2 separate regions of the Danio rerio genome follow, and region 2 is linked to region 1. A link is a contact called in public HiChIP or PLAC-seq data. All regions are on one chromosome and are shown on one strand. Each heading gives the region's core, a stretch centred on a gene start, on an enhancer-like site or on the middle of the called end of the contact. The rest is flanking DNA. Distances are from core to core; before and after follow the strand shown.

Region 1 (4,901 bases), core at 1,269-3,768:
CACTAAGTCCGCCCCTGGCTATTACAATCAAACGTTTTAAATGCTTTTAAACATTAGCTAACATGAACAATGAACTTTATTTTCATTAGCTAACATTAAGAAGCATGAAAAGTACTAATTAATGTAGCCTATTGTTTTTTAAGTTAGTAAATTAGTATTAATGGGCACTTATTGTTGAGTGTAATCATGAACTAAGTCTAATAAACTGTTTATCTTTGATCACCATAATGAAGCTGTTTGATCAGTCTGCGCATGCGCAGTACAGTGAAATTTGTCTGCGCGCTCCCGTTCTGCTCTTGACCGCGGGGCTCGTTGTGCCGCAAGACCGCTGATGAATGGGAGAAAACTGGATCATTTCAAACAAAGTGCTCCCCTCAGATCAGTCTCGTAAGCACTTTAAGCCTCACTCTCTCCGCCTCGGGCACGGTTCGTTATAAACACCTGCGCGACCTTGGAAACTTATCCATGATCAATTTTCTGAAAGTTTTCTTATTAACCAGATGCATATTATTAAGCAGACGCTTGAAAACAGCAACGGAGAACAGCTCTTTCCATTTACAACAAACTTATGAAAGTTTCCAAACAAGTTCCCGAACAAAAACAAAAACGCGCGAAATCTCTAATAGACCTTTCTATCGACTAATAAATCAATTACGCGGTGTTGTGACGTCATGTCTAAAAGGATTAGCGGGCAATGTAGCACAATGATGTAATTAAGGAAAGGTGTCATTTACAGTTGTTGAATAAAGAGCTGGATGAGCTTTTTCAAAGGAACTGGCTGTTCCCGCTTATTTACATTGCAATAAATCGAGGGGTTATTTAGAGTTATTTAGCTGGTCTATTTACTAATTTAGTGCGGGATTATTAATTGTGTTTATTTTTCACACACAGGCGTCAATGGCGTGACTTTCAGATTTTGCTTTTATTTTGTATGCTTAGATATTACCTTAATTCATTTCTTCTGATAACTTTTTCATGTTGAAAGGCATTATAATTCATTTTATTTAATGTGCGTGTGGCACAGATTTAAAAAAATGTCAATGTGATGTAATTGTGCAGATTTTTTGTTTTGTTTTATACATCTATATATTTGCATATACAGTTGAAGTCAGAACTATTAACCCCCTTTTGTATTAGTTCTTAACTATTTCCCAAATGATGTTTAACAGAACATGCAGGGAAATTTTCATAGTATGTCTGATAATATTTTTTCTTCTGGAGAAAGTCTTATTTGTAATAATAAATATCTATAATTTATGCATATAAACTATATATAGCATCATTTACGATCATATTTTGTATAGTGAGTCAAACAAATACATAAATAAATATTTAATATAAAATAAAATACAATATTATTATTATTATAACTTAATGTTGTGTAATAATAATAATAATATTATAAAAAGAAAATATCCACCACCCTCAATCATGGAGCAGTACAGCAGTCAAATGTAAGAAGAAAATAATAATAATAATAATAATAATAATATATATATATATATATATATATATATATATATATATATATATATATATATATATATATATATAATTATTATTATTATTATTATTGGTGTAAATTTATTTTAAGACATTTAATTATTTAAAATGTGAAGTTTACATTGAGCGAAGGAAGATTGAGCAATATATATATAAATATGAATAAATATATAAATAAATATAAATAAATGAATAAAAGTAAAAAGGGTGCATTTCAGGACTTGAAAATCACTAAATTCGCCCCTGTTTATTTTCTGATATAATATTAATTGTTGTTGTATTGTTATTGCTTTGAAATATTATTATAAATTGTTAATCAATCTGTCTTTGAATTTTTGGGGATCTATACGGGTTTTATGTAGCTTACACTGTAAAAAATGCTGCGTTCCACACAATTCATTCATGTTGTCCCAACACAAATCAATTAAGTTCAGTTAACCTTTCTTTCTTTTTTTTTTTTTTACAAATTTAAGTTGATTGAACATAAGAACGTTTAAGTTGTCCCCAAAAAACGTAAGAAGTTTTTTAACTCATTTTAAATAAATATTTTGAATAAGCAGCAAAAGCCATTTTTGAGTGTATATTTGTTCTGTATTTTTAATTGTGTTAATTCTTTTTCACTTGAATAAAAATAAATATTAGTTTTATTTATTTATTTATTTATTTATTTATTTATTTATTTATTTATTATTTGTGTGTGCTTTTCTTAAATTTACCAATGACCAGGGAGTATAACCGTCCACAAAATAAAAAATAAAAAATTCTGATCCTTAAAAAAATCAAATATTGATATAAATTTGTCACAGATTGCTGTAATTCTCATAGAATACATTTTATATCATTGCTTATAATTTATATCTAATTATAATATAATATCGATAGACCTCACTGCTGGGGTCTGCCTCTGGGGATTTGTTTTTGTGGGTGGGGGATTTAACACCCCCCTCTAACCCCCCTCTCTCTCTCCCTCAGATTTTAGTCCATTGTTGTGAACCTTCCCCTCAGAGTGCTGTTGTCTCCCACTGCCAGAGAGACGCATTGCTCTGAGCAGAAAGTTGCCAGACAGACGCTCTTCAGATTTAAAACTCAACTAAACTGTGGAGCAAATCATTCTACAGGAACAGAGAGTGCGAGAGCTGAACTGCGGTCCACTGTCACTGCGCGCAAACCACAGCATTCACGTGAAATAACACAGAGGCGCGCGGCAGAGTGATTGTTTCTGGATGATTTTCAACGGACAGTCTAAAGCTGGAGTTTCTTTTCATTTTGAGAAAGAAAAGGAGACTAAATCATAATTTTTTGTGGATATATAGAGCGGGTTTTGGAGTCGGTAGCGCTTACGAGCACAGCGCGAGAAGCGGAGAAGCTCATCAAAGGAAAGCAGCACTGGACTTTGAATCCGAAGATTAGCAGTCTTACCCTTGTACCATCCGCGTATTGGTTTTGCTTTTTAAATGGATTTACCAGAGTAGTTCAGGCTTTACCAAAAGCTGCGCATTGGATTGACCGATAAATAATCCCGAACCTGTGGGAAAAGGGGCACATGAGTGTCTCGGGGGCCACCGCGAACCAAGGGTACTAAGTACTTCTGGTGCCTTATTGAACCCGTACGGACCGGGCAAAGGGCACAGGAAAATAGGTAAAAAAATATTATTTGAATGTGGTGAACTTGGGTCAGATTTGTTGCATAAAAATGATTTATAGCTATGCATGTTCCTTAAATAATCGGTTGTTCAAGTTAGTTATTAAGGCTGTTTTGAATGAACGTACTAGATAAAACACTGTTTTGTTCTTCGCTTGCGCTTATTTCTGCGCGGTTTAGGAATTTGGTAGCCCATAAAAATATAATGCACTTATGTTAACTATTGATTAAATGAAAGTCCGACTTTTCATATATAGCTCTTGTTTATTTTTCTCTCCCGGTTTAGGTTTACTTGCGACTTTCATTAACACCACCAAGTGGTTTCACACTTGTAAATGGATTCATTTAGCTTAACCAAACTCTCACCCCGGTGTGAAATTCTCCTATGTTTTGAGATCACATGTGTCTCCTCGTACCCGGAGAGCCTGACGTTTGCTATTATTTACCTCTCATGCTGAGCAAAAACAAGTATTTTAGATGCACACTTGGAGTAAGCACATACGTGTGTGTGTGTGTGTGTGTGTGTGTGTGTGTGTGTGTATGTATATATATATATATATATACACAAACAACGTAATATATCAGCTATAAATTTAAATAATTATGCTAATTGTTGAAGTCATATATGTTCCGGATCCAATTCCGGGGTTTATTTATAGAAACGACCCATTGCAAGCACGTTGTACAGGTTCCATTCATAAACAACTTTCCTTAAGTGCTGCGCATTCGTACCTAAGGGTTATTCATGTCCATGCGGGAGGTGGACGATGTCCAACAATGATTTAGGTGTACAATGGGACATTCATTTTCAAATGCGGCAGGGTTGGGATGTGCAATGCATTATGCATTTATGTCATTTTAAAGGTTCATCTTTCACAATGGCTTCCGTGAATTGTAAATCAGCTCTTTTTTCTCTCAGGTTTGTGACTACACAGAGGTTGCCAATGCCTGGAGTCAGCATTTGAAGCTGACCAGCTGTCTCTCACACTCACAAACATTACCTCAGCAAGATGTTGAGCATCTTAAAGGTTTTCATTGCCATCTGTTTCATGGAACTGGTGTGCTCAAGAAGCATAACATCCGGGGAACCCAGGGCAAAAGGTATAGTTTTTAATTAAAATCAGTATACAAGTACACAATATGTCATTTGCAAAATAAATTGTCTTTAAAATAATTATGTTGTAGTTAACTGTATAATCTGACCCACTGCAATGCATGGTTTGAATATAATGAATATTTAATATATGATTAAGTGGAGCCGATTGCACAGAATTTAAGTCCAGGGGAAGTTGGAAAGGATGTAATCGTTTAGAGAGTAAAAGAATCCCAGTATTTTCTTGAGCCATAAACAGTGCTACCTGATCCTGCCAAAGCCCTGAGGCTCGGAAGTGTAAATCTGTCTGGCCCAGTGCCAGTGACAGGAGATTGTGGGATGTTGGGGGGTGGGAAAGATGGATCTCTTATTCAATTGTACAAACAGGGGGTTGTCTAGATTTTGTACCTGCCATGGAGGTATGAGATTATCTCTGAGAGCTACTAAGACTTTCATGGACCTGAGTTTTTTTTTTTGTGTGTGTGTGTGTGTGTGTGTGGAAAAAGTCTCATGTATACAAATCAGAGGATTTCCTTAAATCACATCATTAGTCATTAGCCTTGTCTGTTGGGCTGTTGATACTCTTAGCTTACGTGCACTGTTTTGAGTCAAAGTGAATGAAAGGAACAGATGTAGATCCTTGTGAAGACTGGGGCAAAGTGT
Region 2 (4,901 bases), core at 1,446-3,945, 160 kb before region 1:
TGAGACACTGGCTCCGGATCCATAACTTCATCCTCTTCCTCATCTTCAAACAGAATTGACTCAAAGTGTAGTCCATTTGCAAACGGACTGGATGAGTCCAGACTAAAATCAGGGCTTGGTGGGGATGTGCAGATGTCAGACAGACCTGCATCCATTTTGAGCAGATGTGTCAATAACTCTGGCTACCATACACCCATCTGAATTTCTCGTACATACATCGTTCCATAAGGCTCGTGTGTCCCTATCAGGGAGAGGCAGGTCCTGATCCTCCAGGGTCAGATCTCTAAGGCGTCTCTAGGAATGATAAGTGAGTAAGCTGCAGTGCTTAGATTTTAACCCACAGAAAGATGAGACAAGAGGAATCAGGGTCAAAGCCAAGTGTCTGTTTGTCTGTTGACAGGTGATGCTTTTCCATCTACTTTCTAGCAGATCTGGCACCTGTGGATGAGTTTACTGAGAGAAAGGACATATTGCCCAATCACACTGGCATTGTTCCATTTTCTGAAAAACAAATGTAAAGAAATATAAGCATATGCTAATAATATTAAAACAATTATATAAATTGTATTTATGACTGAATCCTTTATTATTACCAATAAATTTATAATAATAGTTGCAAAACCCTGTGTAATCTGATTTTTTTCAGCCTCCTATTTTCTTTCCATTATTTCATTTTAAAGGGAATGAAAAGAACCAAACCTTTGCCCTAAAAGTGAAATGACTGAACCTACTCACAGAAGCCTGAGACAAAAGCTAATTTTCTAGTTGTCACTTAAAGGCATTTGCATCTGAATTCTTTAGTTGTAGTAATACAGGAAAGCTGCCAACACTCATCCACAATTGTGGTTAGCAGTCATACAACTTTGACCTATATTGTGATCACTTTTATTTAGATATAGATTTATTTTTAAAAACATAAAAAGACCAAACAAAGTTATTTAATAGTAAATGCTTCTACAAGAAAAAAAATGTTAATTTCTGCTGAACTTAAGTCAGGATTTGGCTTTTTTAGGACCAGAACAAAGAGCCCCCATACAATTAAACTGCTTTTCTTGAATTGAATGTTGAATTCAAAAGCAAATCAGTTCATAAAACATGATTAGCTTTCTTGCTCATCCAAAAGATCTCAAATTTTAGACAGGTAGAAATGCTCTACTTGGATGAGCAGTAGCATCCTTTTTTGCTGTCCTGCCTAAAGTCCTGAAGATCTTTTAAAGTTACTGTAAGGTGTACTTTGTAAATAAAAAATTTAAAAAATCCAGAATTATATAATATAATATCCTTTTCCAATCTGCCAAACAACAAGTAAATATCCAACCTGATTGCACTGCAAAAAAAAAATGCTTTTCTTACTTAGATTTTTGTCTTGTTTTTAGTCCAAATATTCAAAAATTCTTAAATCAAGAAGAATTTTCTAGGAAAGCAAAACATATTGTCTAATAATAATATGCCAATATTAAGCGAGTTTTTCCATAAAACAAGCAAAATAATCAGACAATGGAGTAAGCAAAATATATCTTTTTCTTTGACATAAGATTATTTTGCTTACCCCATTGGCAGATCATTTTGCTTGTTTTGAGGAAAAACTCACTTAATTTGGGCTGTTATTCCTGAAAAAAAGGCAATAGGTTTTGCTTGTCAAGAAAATTCTTCTTGATTAAGGAATTTTCAGATATTTGGACTAAAAATAAGACAAGAAAATTTAAGTAAGAAAAGCTTTTTTTGCACTGTGTAATCCCATTATTTAAAACACCCACTAAACTTACTCTCTGTATATCTGGTGATCTTGACATTTATATTTGAAAAGATACATTTGTGAACTATTTTATAAAAGAAAAGCTACAAATTGTATTTGTCTATATATTTTTTTATATAAATACAATCTAGATATTAAATTGAAAATGTATTGATGTATCTGATTTTTACACAAAATTAAACTAAATTCCTCAAAGTTTTCAGCACGACTGTAGGTTCGGACGGGTTTACAGTAGTAGGGCCAGTATGGAGAGCCATTTCGAGCATACTCCAAAACATAGGGACGCAGCAATGAAAGCGGCGCACATATATGACAGAGCCAAGCATGAACTCTGACACACACACACACAATTCACACGAAGTAGTAGTATAAGATTCGGCAATGACATACATGTGCAACCCCTAGCGCTGGGTTCATTGCCACGCGTGCTAATCTCATTAATATGTATATCTTTGTATTTTAATACTATGTATCTCCGGGTAAATATGCGAGTTCACACAGGGTTACGCCTGTCTTTTCGTTTAAAAGACAAAAAAACAAACAGAATGTTATACTCAAGGAAACACCGCTGAAATCTTACCATTTGCATGTTGACAAGTGTCATTCATACTGAAACCACTTCGTTTGTGCGCGTGAAATGACCCCTTTTCCCAAATTGTGAAAGTGGATCAAGAAAATCCCAGCCGCAGCTGCAGTAGTAGGCCAGAGAACCTGAGAACACATTCACGCTACCATCACTCTCCAGCCCTACAATATAAAAACACAGCAAAGACATGCATTATAACACTCACGCAGAGAGCAGGCTTCCCAGTGCGCGGTGTCTGAGTCACAGCGTACCTCCGCTTTACGATACGGACGTTGTACTTTTCATTTTCAGTGATTATGCTTTCCTTGCTGTCGACCTGCTCCTGGTTCTGTTTCAAGCCCGTGACTGTATGTGTCTATGAACAGCAGCCAATCGGCACAGCAACCCAGCCCCCTGTGAGAGGAGCTCTCCTCAACTCCTGTGCTTCACTTTATCCCCAAAACACATCCCAATAAACGCTCAAATGCATTTTTAATCGAACATTTCAACGTCTTTTCAACATTTTCCCCAGTTATACGCGCTTTTATAACGGGTTGACGTTTCTGCTATTAATTGACAGCATGTTTCATTGAAGTGATATGACAGAAAATTCTGAAACAAACATAAGTGTTTAACACAAACATTAGGAACATTATTTAAATACGCGTTTTGATTGTAAGTTCAGCGCTCTTGTTATTCAAGATGGAGTCTGCCGTGTGCTGGCACAGGCCACAAAGTGTTAAATTTCGATTTTGAAGTAAGCCTTTATACATCCAAGAAGTTGTAGCTCGCCTTTCAACGACGCTTTTTACATTGTGTTAATGATAACATGCCTCGCGCTCAACGTGTTCTATGCGTTCTGCAGTGTTACTCCATGAATAATGGCAAATTCGTGTAACGTTATATATATATGTATTAGAAGAGGATGTGCGTAATAAACAAGGCACAAACATCGCCAGCAACGCGGCTTCTCCGTCTCATTAAGTCACATCTTCATAAAATGGCATCGAATCTGTTCATTCAGGTTATATTTGGGCGTGTGAACAAATACACCGCGGGTTTGATTTCCTGCTTCTGCCGTTAATAAAACAATTCTGGTGAGAGAAAATGGAGGAGTCGGACATTATGCCGACGACTGTGCCAAGGATTAATGTCGTGCGAGTTTGGCATTTGAGCGATTTAAAGCGACGAACAGATATATTTTTATCCCATTTCAATAAGTGGCAGCGATAACATGTATTTGGGGTAGTTTGCAACATGTCTGTTTCAAATCCTGCATAACTCAAAACTGTTCATCGTCCGGTTAGGGATATTTTAGGGGATGGCGTGTTCAGGGCTTGGGGACTGCCGTCGTATCCACTCGACGCAGTTAAAGATGTTTCTCTCTGTCATCTTTAAGGGAAATCTGCGAAAGATGTCAACACTGGCGTTGAGCTGAGAGAGAAAGTGTTTCAGAGCTGTCTGTGGGCCTGCTGTTGCTGTTTTCTGCTTCGCCTGAACAGCGCCGCACCTGACAGAAAAAAACACACCCGGGGTAGGCTAAGTTACAGCAGGAAAAGTACACGGAATTTGCGGACGTTTTTTGCTATTTCTGCGGATAATTTTGGTAAAAATCTGCGGATTTCTGTGGAATTATTTTGGGAGTATCATAACTAAAACCTTAACATGTGAAATATTTAATATTATCTTTTTAACTTTTATTTAATATTTAAAATGCAAATTCAATTAGATCCACTTTATTTGGTAAACAAAGCAAGTCCCTCATACAATATATCTACTAAAAGACAGAAAAAAATACTTTGCAAACTGTATTGTACATCAGATGAACATTCATATAAGTAAATATTACTGTAATTAATAACAAATACTGTATAAATAGATTTACACACATTTACCCAAGTAAATAAACAGAATTAATGATAGGCTAAAAGTTTGTGGAAATCTGCGGAAAATCTGCAGATTTTTAGCCCATCGTTGATTCTGTTTTTTTTAAATGCGTGTAAATTCATATTTATTCAGTTTTAAATTAATTTCAGTAATATTATTGACTAATATAAAATATTTATATGATTTATTTACAATATAGTTTGTAAAGTAATATTTTCTGTGTTTTAGAAGATATATTATATGAGGGACTTGCTTTGTTTACCAAATAAAGTGGATCTAATTGTATTTGCATTGTAAACATGGTTTTAGTTATGATACTCCCAAAATCATTCTGCTTAAATCAGCAGATTTTTACAAAAATTCTGCACAGAGATAGAAAAAAAATGTCTGCAAATTCAGTCTTGCCCTACTTATAGCCTAAACATTCTTGTGAAAACATAGGGCAGAGTGGGGCACATTTTTTTTGGTTTTGGCCAAATAATGAACAAATTAATGGGGTTAGATAAAATATAACACACAAGCCTCTCCTGCAGTGCATATGTGAATGAGTGTATGAGTGTTTGTAAGGTTGCAGCTGGAAGGGCATCTGCTGTGTAAAACATATGCTGGATAAGTTGGCGGTTCATTCCACTGTTGCAACTCCTGATAAATAAAGGGAAAAAGCCGAAGGAAAATTAATTAATGAATAACCCT

Evidence for each region. HiChIP or PLAC-seq counts read pairs in DNA pulled down with a chosen protein or histone mark.
Region 2: an H3K4me3 HiChIP or PLAC-seq map of gastrula embryo shows a contact between it and region 1, with 6 times the contacts expected there. The contact joins the promoter of nsd1b here to the promoter of fgfr4 in region 1. A contact is called at or near these places in 2 of 18 Hi-C or Micro-C datasets (caudal fin and embryo) and 2 of 4 datasets of contacts at active chromatin or transcription factors (embryo and gastrula embryo).

The regions. Positions count from the first base shown.
Region 1 is chr21:40,853,635-40,858,535 of GRCz12tu, reverse strand. It overlaps fgfr4 (fibroblast growth factor receptor 4), which reads left to right and starts at 2,518. Exons shown (of 20, transcript NM_131430.2): 1 at 2,518-3,142; 2 at 4,065-4,246. The coding sequence starts at 4,156.
Region 2 is chr21:41,012,854-41,017,754 of GRCz12tu, reverse strand. It overlaps nsd1b (nuclear receptor binding SET domain protein 1b), which reads right to left and starts at 2,695. Exons shown (of 23, transcript XM_073935469.1): 1 at 2,594-2,695; 2 at 2,337-2,467; 3 at 1-501.